2 separate regions of the Sus scrofa genome follow, and region 2 is linked to region 1. A link is a contact called in public Hi-C data. All regions are on one chromosome and are shown on one strand. Each heading gives the region's core, a stretch centred on a gene start, on an enhancer-like site or on the middle of the called end of the contact. The rest is flanking DNA. Distances are from core to core; before and after follow the strand shown.

What was found. Hi-C and Micro-C count contacts between places; a contact is called where the count stands out from the background.
Region 2: a Hi-C map of epiblast stem cells shows a contact between it and region 1, with 2.4 times the contacts expected there. The contact joins two enhancer-like sites. A contact is called at or near these places in 1 of 5 promoter capture datasets (fetal skeletal muscle), 33 of 47 Hi-C or Micro-C datasets (adipose tissue, alveolar macrophages, blood and 18 more) and 2 of 2 datasets of contacts at active chromatin or transcription factors (alveolar macrophages and skeletal muscle).

Annotation. Positions count from the first base shown.
Region 1 is chr11:2,868,174-2,874,854 of Sscrofa11.1, forward strand. The region is part of intron 4 of SPATA13 (spermatogenesis-associated protein 13); the gene reads right to left. Among named protein-coding and RNA genes, the nearest start is that of MIPEP, 81 kb to the left of the region's middle. Within about 2 kb of position 2,713, at least 32 of the 83 cell types and tissues checked have an H3K27ac peak or open chromatin away from gene starts, as enhancers often do. A contact at or near this core is called in epiblast stem cells, where this site is marked.
Region 2 is chr11:3,000,486-3,007,407 of Sscrofa11.1, forward strand. The region is part of intron 4 of SPATA13 (spermatogenesis-associated protein 13); the gene reads right to left. Among named protein-coding and RNA genes, the nearest start is that of AMER2, 120 kb to the right of the region's middle. Within about 2 kb of position 4,041, at least 9 of the 83 cell types and tissues checked have an H3K27ac peak or open chromatin away from gene starts, as enhancers often do. A contact at or near this core is called in epiblast stem cells, where this site is marked.

The DNA.
Region 1 (6,681 bases), core at 1,463-3,962:
ACATTCCTGAGCCAGGCACTGAATCCAAGCTGCAGCTGTGACCTACGCCACAGCTGTGGCAACGCCAGATCCTTTAACCCACTGTGCCTGGAGAGGGATGGAACCTGCACATCTGCAGCGACTTGAGCTGCTGCAGTGGTACCCTTGACCCACCATGCCACAGCGGGAACTCCCATTTCAGCAAAATCTTGAATCGCCCTGGTACTGAGGCTGGATGCGGCAGAATGAATTCAACATGCAGCCCCACTTGTCCCCTTGCCTACCCTGGGTGGGACAGGGCACGGTGGTTGTCTTAGCTTCTCACAGTCTTGAAATGAAGCTGTTTATGCCAACGGTCAACTCTGGTCCCAGGAGCTGACTACAATGTAATAATAACCATCCTGTTAGACCCCCACGGGACACGGGACAGAATCTGCCTGGATGAAGACACGGTGACGCCACCACTAGAGGGCGCTATGAGACCTTTTACAACCAAAGACCAAACTCTTCCCCTGACCCCAAGGGCTCAGGGTGCAGGGGCGCGTTGCTTTAACGTTGGGTGGTTTGAGAAGGTTCTATGGAAGACCGGGGTCAGGTCTGGGTCTAAACTGGCACATGCATCTTGAGTAAGTCTTTTCAACCATCTGTGCTTCTGCGCCATCTACCAAATAAGAGGTGCCAACATTCAGGCACATCTCAAGCAGCCATTCTAGTCATGAGCCCCTGTTGGCTGAGGATCTGTGTGAGCCACAGATGAATTCAAGGTGATGACAAGGTCATGGCCACTCTGGGGGGAAAGAGGTATGAAGTGCAGGAAGATTTGGGGGCAGTAGAGCAGGGGGACCAGCTGCCCCCATTGGCCCATGCATGGATGGGGTGTCCTCTAGGACGTGGAACTGTCAGGGCCGAAACCAGAAAGGTCTTGCTTGGCAAACTGGGATGATCTTGACCTTACATCAAGAAGAATACGGCTGGAAGGATGGTTCCATGGCATGGAATGGGGGGAACTGGGTGAAAACAGGTTTAGAAAAGCCGACATCATTATACAACTACAGATGTGATAAATTCATTGAGTAATAAAAAAAAAATAAAATAAATACAATAACTTGATAAAGCCAAAAAAAAAAAAAAAAGAAAGAAAGAAAGAAAAAGAAAAGCCGACATGGCCTTAGTCAACCAGCCAGACACTCTGATACTGGCTGCCGATGTCACCTTCGTTGCAAAATCCCTGCAGACGCCCCTAGAGTGAATTAGCCCCCCTAGTCCCTGGGCTCCAGGCATCTCAGTAAATTGCCTCACAAGGCCTAGGCTGATGCTTATATTCATCCTTTCAACAGGTTTATGTCGCTTCCTTCAGAACCAGGCTCTTAGGTCTTTGAGAGGAAGAAGTATGCTTTGTCCACTTAGTTAAGTTTATCTTGAGGTGACCTGTGTATCAGTTATGCTGCCGTGTCACTATCTGTACCAATGCTAACAATTCATCATCGTGTACCGTTTTATTACTCCAACGTGAAGGGATTCGGACTTTCACGACACTAAAAAACATTTTCCGATGGATTGGGAATTTGGCTCTAATAAATACAAACTTCTGCCTTTGGAATGGATAAGCAATGAGATCCTGCTGTGTAGCACTGGGAACTCTATCTAGTCACTTATGATGGAGCAGGATAATGTGAGAAAAAAGACTGTATACATGTATGTGTGACTGGGTCACCCTGCTGTACAGTAGAAAATTGACAGAACACTGTAAACCAGCAACAATGGAAAAAATAAAAATCATTATATATAAAAAAAGAAAAACATTTACCTAAAGATCATATATACGTTTTAGGATAGAAAGCCAGCAAAATACACGCATATCTGAGTTTCTCATTGGGGCAACATGCTTTTTAAAGACCAGCGACTTGCTATTCTGTCCACAGAGCAGAACAACGTGACTTTTGTCTGCTGCCTGCAATGAAACTGAAAATCACGGAAAAAAGCTTTTCCTGGAATTTCCGAGTAACATACCAACTTGCATTATTTAGAACTAATACTTTGACCTCTATTCAGTAACAGGGGTTGCAATTCAATCAGTGGTTTTGTAGCAAGTCTTGTAAATTGTGGGAGCTCGGCCAGACGTATTTATGAACAGAACTACGAGAAAGAATTTCAGCTGGGAATATTGTGAAATCCATTGTCTACAAGCTGGATTCTGGATTGCATGAACTTTAGACGGGAACACGTCTATTCATTCCTACTGAGCATTCTCTGAAAACAACTATGAGCAGTAATTCTTAAATAAGAACTTGAACTTGAATTTGAAAGTGAGGAACATATAGCAGGCTAAAGTACCAACAAGGAGGTTCTTGTAATTTACATCCTGGTAAATTATAGAAAATGTGACACCGGAAGGAAGCACTAATTCTGGAAGGTTGAAGGGGTGAAAGCACCGGGCCTTGAATCACAGCACAGCAGAACCTGCAAGGTCAGGACCCTGTGTCAAGCCAGGACAGGTGCCAGCACAGGTGAGAGCAGCAGGGGACCCGGCTCCAGCCCCAGAGCTGCCCCATACTGGCCAAAATGCAGGGGCCCTCCTAGCCCTCCCCCTTTCTCCCCACTTCTCATCAGTGAGCCCAGATCCGCTGCAGATGTGACTGTCCTGGCCATGCTCCCGGGTGTCAGCCTTCCGAGCACTGTCCCGACTGGTCTGACTCACCTCCCGCCCCGCCTTGGGGTCTGTTCCGAATGCAAATGGACAGGCGGCACTTCATCCCGTGTCGCTGTGCCTCTGGACCTCAGAGGACTCCCCTTAGGGGCCCTTCCTCACATTGCAACAATTCTGGGCCATTTCCTCAACGGCTCTGAGAGCCTCTCACAGCCACTCTTGGCTCTCTGTATTAGGGAAACACAACTTCCTTAATGGACGGTTTCCAACTGAGCTGGCTCCTGCTTCTGCAGGGGTCCTGGCCTGCCCCCACACCCCTCCCAGGGCCTCCTCCTGTGCCAAGGCACCAGGCCGGCTACACTGGCACCGCCCTCCTTCCAGCATGTGTCGTCCCCCCCCCCCCGCCCCCGCCCGCCTGAGCTCCTCTGGCTTCTCTCTGGTATCTCAGCCGTGTAAAGTAATCCCTCCATTAGATGCCCTTTGTTTGCAATATCTAGAGATGCTTCTCTTGCCCTGCCGAACAAACATGTATCTTTAACTCAAATCAGCTCCCCTAGAGCAACTCTCCCGACTCCTGACACAGCCCCTTCCTGGGGGCTCCCGAGTGCCCTGCTGCTTGAGCACTGGCCGCGCTGCTCTGTAGCTCTGGTCTACCCACGTTCCCCATGAAACTCGGACAAGGCCGAAAGGCAGAAGCCACGTCTTATCAAACTCTGCATCCTCTGCCTTCTGTGACTAAGGCTCTGGCACACGTGGGGCCCGATCACCGCCAGCTGAGAGGCTGGCCTGTGCTCCGTAGGAGGTTCAGGGCTGCCTGCTGGCCCTGCCCATCTTATTCTCCCGTTTCCCTAGGATTCATTCCAACATCATTCCCAGAACCTTGGTTAAATCAGGGCTCTGACTGGGAGCTCAAATTCTAGCATCCGCATTTTGGGGACAGGACATATTCTTTTTTTTTTGTGGCCACCCGCGGCATATAGAGTTCAAGGGCCAAGGATCAGATCCAAGCTGCGGTTGGGGTAATGCCGGGTCCTTAACTTGCTGTGCGGGGCTGGGGATCCAACCTGGGTCCCAGCGCTCCCAAGATGCTGCTGATCCTGTTGTACCACAGCGGGAGCTCCTGGGACACACTGTATTCTAAAGGGTTATTTATGAGCAATCCATTTCCCCACAGACTCTGTCCATCAAACCATATCTAAGTGATAACAGTTAAGTGATAAGTTAAACACTGCGTTTAACCATAATGTATAATAACATTTCCATTGGCAAATGCGTCTAAGATTCACTGAGGATTCCAGTTCCAAGGATGAAGTTCCCTTCCCTACTGCCCCGTCCTTAATACCAGACCTTCTTCCTCTCCCTGCAGCCCCACGTGGGAAAAGCTGTCCTCCCCATGGACAGGGTACCGTCAGGCCTCTCCAGGTGAGATGGGAGGATGCTTCTTTTAAACAGCCAATCAGGGCCCCGGTTTCATTTAAACAGCCAATCAGGGCCCCGGCTTCTTTAAGTAGCCAATCATGTGAGTGTCTAAAAACAAAGTGTACCGGAAAGCCCAGCTGCGGCTGGGACCGAGCCAGTGTGTCTCTGGGAAGGGTGTCAACTCTGCACCAGGTGTGACCGTCTCGGCTGGCCTTATCTGGGTTACGAGGCTAGAGCTAAACCGCATTCCTGCGGGTGACAATGGGGTTTCCCATTGGGGATGGATGTTTGCCCTGTCAATTTTGAGGGTTTCCAGAGGCAGAGGAAGCTCTTCCTGAGGTCGGGGGCTGGTGGGTCTAACCGGGTGAACTAGGGTAGGTCTTCGTCTGTGCTGTGCTCCCGGTGTTATCCCAACGCTCAGAAAAGGTGCCAGCCTCCGAACACCCCTCGCTTTACTTATTTTTTTTACTTTTCTTGTTCTTTTTTTCCTTTTAGGGCTATACCTGGGGCATAAGGGAGTTCCCAGGCTAGGGGTCGAATCAGAGCTGCAGCTGCCGGCTTATGCCAGAGCTTTTGGCAACACCGGATCCTTAACCCACTGATTGAGACCAGGGATTGAACCTGTGTCCTCACGGACACTAGTTGAGTTCTTAACCTGCTGAGCCACAACGGGAACATCCCACCCCCACTTTAAACATCAGAGTTGAAAAGGCCAAGGAAGACTACCCAAGGAAAAGGCTGAAGATGGCCTGTCTTGCTTCCTAAGCTTCCTCCCTGGCCCCCCTTTCTCAGCGGCCACCTCCCAAGTTCACAGTTAGGACCACCTCCGGCTGCGACCAACCCAAGACGGATGTCACCCCAGCCATGGCGCCTCCGCTGCACTGACCATGCAGAGCAAAGCAAGTTTTCCGGACGGGTGGCCCTGATCTTGAAGGCACTTTCAAGGTCACTGGAGCAAAAACATTTCTGCTCAAGAGATGGATTTGGCAGAATCTGGAGCCGTGCGTCACTGGTCTCACTGCGCAGGCTGCGCAGAACCCCCCACCTCCAAGGATCAGCCCAGCTTGTATACCCAGCGTTTGGAAAAAACCCTTTATGAAGGCACAGCGGGTTAAGGATCCGGTGTGGCTGCAGCTGTAGTGTAGGTGGCATATGTGCTTTGGATTTGATCTCTGGCCGGGGAACTATCATAGGCCACAGGTGTGCCCACAAAAGCAAAAACAAATAAACAAAAACCTTTTATAAGTGGATTTATCTGTGTTGTCTCTTTCCTGCACTTGTTTTACTGCTCAAGTTTTTTGGTTTTGCTTTTTTTGCATAAAATGTCATTCTAGGCATAGAACCCCATGGAAAACGGCTCTCCCTGCCTGTGCCATCAGCAGCTGCACACTGGTTTCTGCTCTGAAAGCAGTTGCTAAAATGCCTTGTATTGTGTAATTTGACCGGTCTTCTTTGGAGTGAACTGAATTTGGCAGTTGTTTGATGGAATCCTCCTTCAGGAGACGCCCTGAGTAGCCACAGGAACAGAACAGGGGTGACCAGCCACTGTCCCCAAGCAGAGGCCCCCACCATGGGGCTGCACCGCCCAGGCCTGGAAGGGGTGCCGGGGGGCCCTTTGTTAGAAGAAGGGGGTGATGTGAGGAGCCGTCCCAGGCACATCATGTGTCCCTGAACTTTGAAGGAGGGATCCTGAGCACCCCAGACACCTGCTGAGCACCTGAGCTCATCCTCCAAGCAGGAAGCCTGGTCTCCCCCTGCCCCCCACCTCCCGCCCCCCAGCTCAGAAGAACCAGCTGGTCCCCAATGTGAGGACAACCTGGCAGAGGCGAAGGCCAGTGAGCACTGCCCTCACCCAGGGAAGCCCCTTGGCCAGCATCGGACTTTCACAGAGGGACTTACTGGAAACTCGGGAGCTCCCAGGCGGCTTCTGTGGGGTTTTACTCTTCTTTCAACAGCCAAGACTTGTGGCCAGAAGCCTCCATGGGCTCGCGAGCCCTGCTCCTCGCTTACTCACAGGGCACCCGCTTGGGAAGGGCACTGTGGCTGGAGGTGTCACTGCACCCCACGGGTGACACCCCTTCTGTGGGCACAGCCACCGTCACTGTCCACCCTCCTAACCCACCCCCTATGAGGGGGCCGTGTGCAGGCGACCGGCCCCATCCCTCATCTTCCCCTCCAAACACACCCTGGGGTCTTCCTCCCTCCCAGGGTCACTTCCGACCTCCTCCCCAGCCTGTCACCCCTCAGTCCCATCAGCCTCGCCCAAACCTCCAGTCCTGCCCCGGGGGAGACTGGGCACCAGTGGCCCCACCCCTCTCCTCAGCTTCAGGACAGATGCTTCCAGCTCCCATGTGTCAGAAGCTTCTGGAAGCCCTGCTGGAATGCGGCAGGAGCATGTGACAGACTCAGGAAGACCCCAGCATCACACCCACTGACCCGGCCCCTTCTACCCAGAGCTTAATAATGTTCTAAATATGCCAGGGACTCAGAGGGGCCGACATGAAGCAAGGATTATATTCTGTCTTTGGTGAAACGTTCAAAGCCACTTTAAGTGCAAAAAACCCCCGTAATAACAAAGATGGAACTATCTTGAACCTAAAAAAAGGAGAGTAGAGACCTGACGGAGATGAATAGGG
Region 2 (6,922 bases), core at 2,791-5,290, 130 kb after region 1:
TGGCATCTGGGAGATGGAGTTTTCTCTTTTCCCTGAATAGGCGAGAGGTTGCCAAAAACTCCTTCCCGAACCTTCCAAACTTCAGGGGCCACAGCTGCTGAGATGGGAGAAGTGGGTGCCATGTTTTTGTTTCTGTTTTTGTTTTTTTTCCGTTTTAGCTGCACCTGTGGCATAGAAGTCTCTGGGCCAGGGATTGAATCCGAGCCACAGCTGCGACCTCCATATACCACAGCTGCAGCCAACGCTGGATCCTTAACTCGCTGTGCCGGGCTAGGGATCGAACCCACGTCACTGCAGAGGCAGCATTGGATCCTCCTTTTTTGAAAGGATTTTTACTTTTTCCTATTATAATTGATTCACAACACTGGATCCTTAACCCGCTGTACCATGTGGGAACTTCGTGTCTGATGGTTAAAAAGACAGCATTATCTGAAAGCTGCTCAGACAGCAGACCCTAAAAGTTCTCACAAGACAGAAAAGCACGGTAACTACGTGAATCCAGAACAGATTAACTAGCTGGTAGTGACCGTCTCAGAACCTATGAGATTATTATGCTGTTTGCCTTAGGCTATACCACGTCCTGTGTCGATGACATGTGGATAACAGTGGAAGGGACACAGAGCTGACGCTGCGTCCCCCAGGCTCCTGTACCCCTCTGCCCCCCACGTGCCGTTGCCCAGGCAAAGGGCAGGCGGAACAGAGGAGAAACGCGGCCCTGAGTCGAGGGGATGGGGAGAGAGCCCAGCTAGGCTGGCACATCTTGTCCTCAAAGGCCCCTGAAGAAGGCAGGACCTCAGCAGCACCAACGATAAGCACGTGGGCTGAGTTTGTCCCTCTCGAGGCCCTGCGCCACCACGGGCGTCATTAACCAGGACGCCCGCGCGAAGGGCTTCATCAGCGACGCAGACCAGGGTCACCTGTGTTCGCACATCTATTTCCATACACTTGCACACCCCGTCAACTGTCCAACTGTCCAACTGTCCAACTGTCCAAGCCGAACTTGACTCGAACAACAGCCGACCTCCGAGGACCCGTTTCTGATGGACGGTCCCAGGCGTTTCCTTAAGTGCGGTTCTCAGAGCCCCCGTGTGGGCGTCCCCCGGAGGGCCGGCTCGGATGCCGACTCCCGGACTCCACCGCTGGCCGCCTGGGGCAGCCTCTGCGCCTGACTCGGAGGAATTCCCGTTTTGACCAGGCTGCTTGGGTTACATGCATAAGCAAGGCATTTCTTTCTTTCTTTCTTTCCATTTTTTTTCTTTCGTCTTTTTAGGGCCGCACCCGCGGCCATATGGAGGTTCCCAGGCTAGGGGTCGAATCAGAGCTACAGCTGCCAGCCTACGCCACAGCCACAGCAACGCCAGATCTGAGCTGCGTCTGCAACCTACACCATAGCTCACGGCCACGCCAGATCCTTCACCCACTGAGCAAGGCCAGGAATCGAACCTGCAACTTCATGGTTCCTAGTCAGGTTCGTTTCTGCTGTGCCACAATGGGAACTCCCTACATTTCAATTTTAAGAAGAACGAAAGGGAGGGAAAGAGGGAGCAAACAAAAACAGAAACCCTTTTTAATGAGAATTCAGGTTGCAGACCTCTTTAAAGTCCACGTAGCCCGTGGCGCACTGGAACCGCCAGGAGAGGCTATAAAAAGAGACTGTGGCACCTCTGCTATGAGAATCAAGCTTTCCCAGCGTCCCCGAGTTCCCAGCACGCAGCGGGGGGTACACCTGACCCCTGGCAGCGCCGTCCTGCCCCATCCCATGAGGCTCCTGGACTGAAGAGCACAGGTTGCTCTCCTTGGTGTTTCAGAGTAGAACTGCTTTTGTGGCGCGTGTCTACATGCGACTTTGAAGGGTCCCAGGGCACCTGCCCCATGCCACCCCCGCTGCTCCCACCACCACCAGGGGTCTTCTGATGGGCCACAGCTACAGCGTTTTAGCTCCCGTTGTGGTCTCATTTGAGCCAAAGTTTCCTGTGATCGGCCAACCACAGCCTCTGATCTTGGAAAACAAGGAAGGGCTTTATAAAGGCGCTGCAACGAACAATGAGCAAGAGCCAGAGAGAAGGGATTGAAACTACTGAAGGACTTAAAACAGAGGCGCCTTGCAATCCTTTTCTCCCCGCCTTTCAATGGACAAAACCTGCACGCATGGCGGAGAAATCCCAGCTGCATTCTCTTTGGGTCACTTCCCCTCAGGAACCCTGAGTGATACGAAGCTGGCCCCACCCGGCTTTGCTGCCCTCCCTGGACCCTGGACCCAGGACCCACCTCGTCTTCAGCATCAGCCCTCTGATCTCTCCCTCTTCAACCCCATCCTGGCTGAGGGCGCAGCTGAGACGGCCAGCATCGGACAGGTGGCTTCAGGAGTTGCCTCCCCAAACTTTAATTCCTACCTGGGTTCTCTTAAAAAGAGCAGGACAGACAGCCTCGATGGACAGGCAGCCTGGGAGAGACTTGGTTTCAAATCTTGGCTCAGCCACTAACCCCCTGGAGGCCTCAGAACCTCAGGGCTCAAAGCCCCCTTTCTCTGGTTTGGAAGTAGGGTTTCTGGTGGTAAAAACATCCGCGCCCTGTCCCCGGCCTGATGGGTGGTGAGGTGGTTATCCTCCCCCGCCCCCCCAGGACCACGCCCTCTGCCCTCTGCCAGTTCAGCTGGACCAGTGGCACCTGCTGTTCCCTTGGCCGCCCAGCATCCTGCCCCTTCATCTGCAGAATCACTGCTGAGTGGGCTTAATGGAAGTTTAGGAGAGTCCGAAGGTGCCAATCAGACCAGATGGTGCCTGTGCCAGGGCCGGGGGCAAACCCAGCCTGTCGGCTGCAGGGCCCCGCCGCCGCCAGCCACCATCAGCCACAAGGACAGCAGCCCAAGGAGAGGTGGGGGCCCAGCCTCTGCGGGGAGGGGCAGCACCAGAGGTGACAGAAGGGTGCTTTCCTGGGGCAGATCCACAGGCGAGCATTATTAGTTGGCAGAAAACCAAGTTCCGGCAGAGAAGACACGGGGCCAGAGCCAACTGCGGAATGTCCCTCGGTCCCAGTCACGTGCACGGTCGGGAGAACAAATGACCACTTACTAGAGGTGAGGCAGGTGTTCACAAGTGAAGGGTCCCCCGAGGGGCAGAGCAGTGGGCGGCGAGGGGAAGGGCCACCTGGAACGAGACCGACACGAATGACCTTCTCCGGAAACACAGACACAGAGCGCAGACTTGGGGTTGCCAAGGGCACAGTGGGGACTGGGGGTTTGGGGTTAGCAGATGCAAACTATGACGCACAGGGCGGATGAACAACCAGGTCCTCTCGAGAGCACAGGGAAGTGGATTCCATACCCTGTGATAAACCACCATGGGAAAGACTACGAAAGAAGCGTGTACACGTGTGTGTAACTGAGTCACTTTGCAGCACGGCAGAAATGAACACAACAGTGGAAATCAACTCGACTTCAACAAAATAAATTTAAAACATAAAAAGAATGGAGTTCCCGTTGTGGCGCAGTGGCAACAAATCCGACTAGGAACCACGGGGATGCCGGTTCGATCCCTGGCCTCACTCACTGGGTTAAGGATCCGGCATTGCCCTGAGCTGTGGTCTAGGTTGCAGACGCAGCTCTGATCCAGCATTGCTGTGGCTGTGGTGTAGGCTGGAAGCTACAGCTCTGATTCGACCCCTAGCCTGGGAACCTCCATATGCCAGGGGTACGGCCCTAAAAAGAAAAACAATTTAAAAATTAAAAAATAAAAAATAAAAAGAATGAAATCCAAGACTTCCAGCTGAGAGTAACCAAGAAGCGTTGCCTTTGATGAAATGTGATTAAAAGGGACTCTACCCAAGGGCGAGGTTGTGCCAACTTTTAAAGTTCAGGTTTGCAAGTTGAACGGCCTAAGCCCCTCCCGTGTTTTCAGATCATTCAAAGTTGTGAATCAGCTTCCGAGAGGCCTGAGTTCCTGCCTCTGATTCCCCAGCCCCCGCCCCACTCTCCTCCGGCCTGGAAGGTCTGGAAGGTCCGGGAAAGGCGCTGGTGAGCAGCTGGTGGGGGGCGGCCAGCAGTACGGCGCCCCAGGTGCAAAGGCAGACTTTAGAGGGAAACAATCAAGAGACTGTTCTCAGAGCCCTGGGGCATCACACACGGTGACCTTTCCTTCCTCCTCTGCCCGGGACAGAGAAAGAAGGGTGACCAATGACAGAGGAGGGAGCAGGGGGTGACCCGGGCTTTACAGCAGGACCCGGCCTCTCCTGTTTGTGGCGTGGCATCAACAATAACCTTTTCCATTGTCTCTGATGAAGGTGCCTGAGAACCGAGGGTGGTGACCCGAGGGCCCCCTCCTCCCTGCCCACGTCCCTGGGCTGCCACCACCTGGGACAGGAGCTGGTTCTTAGCGTACACGACACGCCGCGGGTGATGCGCACGGAGCTCAAAGGACCGCCTGATTCCCCAGGGCTGGGCTTTTTGATTATAACCCCGATTTCAGTCCCGAGGAGCCAGGAATCAGCTCCGAGGTCAGCACGCTCGGGCCAGCGGGCCACGTGCAGCTGCTGCCTGCCTCTGCGCCCAGCGCGGAGCGCGGCCACGGCCGCATCTCCTGTTTACCCCTGGCTGTCCTCCCGCAGCCACGGTAGAGGAAGTGGTTGTCACAGGGACCATGTGACCTGCCAAGAGCCTGGAACACTCACTCTTGGCCCCTTACAGAAAACGTCCGCCGACCCCGTGCCTGCGCCTTGCCAAACGCCGCCATCACGTGTCCTGCTTCCCTGGCATGAAGCCCGCGAGTTTGCGTGGCAGCCCAGAAGCAGGGGGCGGGGGGGGGTGGAAGAGCCAAGGCTTCGCCCCCAAACATAGACCCCTCGGAACTGCAGAGGTGACCAGATGGCTGGAATTCCCACGTCAACACATGACATCCTGACCAAGGAAGCACTTGCTTCTATAGTTGAGGGTCTGAAGGATCAGACTGTGTGCGACGCCCCCCACTCCCACCCCCGACCACATGACAGCAGGTCTTGGGGGGAACATCTCCCGAAGACCGCCGGAGTTTGTCTGCTGAGCATCTAGCTTAGCCGGAGGACTAGAGGGTCCTGCTTCTGAAAAATGACATTCACAATTTTATCTGTCATATCTGGGGACTCTTGGACCCCAGAAGCTAATCTGTGAGCCCCAGATTAAGAACCTCTGATCAATTAATTTTGCTAGTTGTGGGGAAAACAAATCTTTTTTTTAAAAGCACTGGTCAAGGAGTTCCCGCTGAGGTTCAGCACATTAAGGATCCGGCGTTGTCTCTGCAGCAACTCTGGTTGCCGCTAAAGCAGAGGTTTGATCCCCGGCCCAGCACAGTGGGTTTGGATCTGGTATGGCCGCAGCTGTGGTGTGGGTCGATACTGCGACTCGGATGAGATTCTGGGCCCAGAACTTCCATATGCCATGAATGGGGCCAAAAAAAAAAAAAAAAGAAAGAAAAAAAAAAAAAACCCACAAACTGGTCAAAGGAGCTGTTTCTAATTAGCCTAATTAACAATTAGCAAGCTCTTACTTGGCAATTCATTTAAAACTAACAGCATCTCCTGAGTGCCAAGGGAGTGGGACAGACCCTAACTTATTGGACTCGAGAGAAGAAAGAGACGATTGTTGTGGAGCAAAGTGAGAAGGCATCGGAGAGAAAACTGACTCGTCTGAGATCTGGCGGAACAGCTCAGCTTCGGGCGGGCAGAAGGGGCAGGGAAGGCTGAGCCACAAGCGTCAGGGCTCAGGAGCAGACGGGGCTCCATGGGTGTTTGGCTTGACGCTCGGCTGCTCCTTTCTTCAAAACTGTAAGCCTCTTTTCACAAAGGGGCAGCCTGTCCTTTTGCGACGCCCCTTCCCCCAGGGATGTAGCCAATCCTGATCCCGGGGCAGGATGGACCCCAGGTATGCTCAGACCTGGGGAAGACGACGGAAAACAGCACACACACCTCCCCGTGCCAGGCCACCAGCCCAGAGGGTGCCAGGGCTCCCGTCCCCCTCACACGCTGCCCTCACAGCTCGTCTCCACAGCGTCCCAGTCGACTGAAATGCCTTAGGAAATCATCTCACTTCTCAAGGACGACAGGGGATGTCTGATCTTTCACTTGTACGATTCAAACTTGTTTTCCTACAATTTTGGATTCCGGTCATTTTTTTTTTTTTTTTTTTTTTTTTTTAATGACAACCAGCCCGTCAAGGAGGGGAGACGGATTTCCGACTTACTTTCAGCGTCACGACTTCATTCATGTCTTTGTTTTACAGCTTTAAGCTACATGTTACTTCCCCAATTTGCTATCACAATTGAGTCTTTGGTCCAAGAGGCTCAAATTGTGGGACGTGCATGAAAGGCCATCTTTGTTCCTTCTTTTTCTTTTTTTCTTCTTTTTTTTTTTTCTTTTTTTGCGGCCGCCCCTGCCACATATAGAAAGTCAGGGATTGAAATCGAGCCATAGGAGTTCCTGTCGTGGCTCAGCAGAAACGAATCTGACTAGCATCCATGAGGACGCGGGTTCGATCCCTGGCCTCACTCACTGGGTTAAGGATCCCACGTTGCTGTGAGCTATGGTGCAGGCCAGTAGCTAGAGCTCTGATTCAACCCCTAGCCTGGGAACCTCCATATGCCTCGGGTGCAGCCCTAAGAAAAGAGAAAAGAATTTGAGCTGGAGCTGCGACCTACACCACAGCTGTGGCAATGCCGCAACAGGCCAGGGATTGAACCTGTACCCCCACAGCGACCCGAGCTGCTGAGGTCAAATTATTAACCCACTGAGCCACAGCGGAACTCCCTCCCCTACCACCCTTCCTTTTTTAAGCTTCGTGCTTCTGTTTCGGCAGATTCAAGGCCGTTTCCTTCAGGACTTCTTTGCTATTAGGGATCTGGAGTTTTTTCTGTGAACTGGAAACTTTAAGCCTGCATCTAGGGAAAGACAGCTTGCT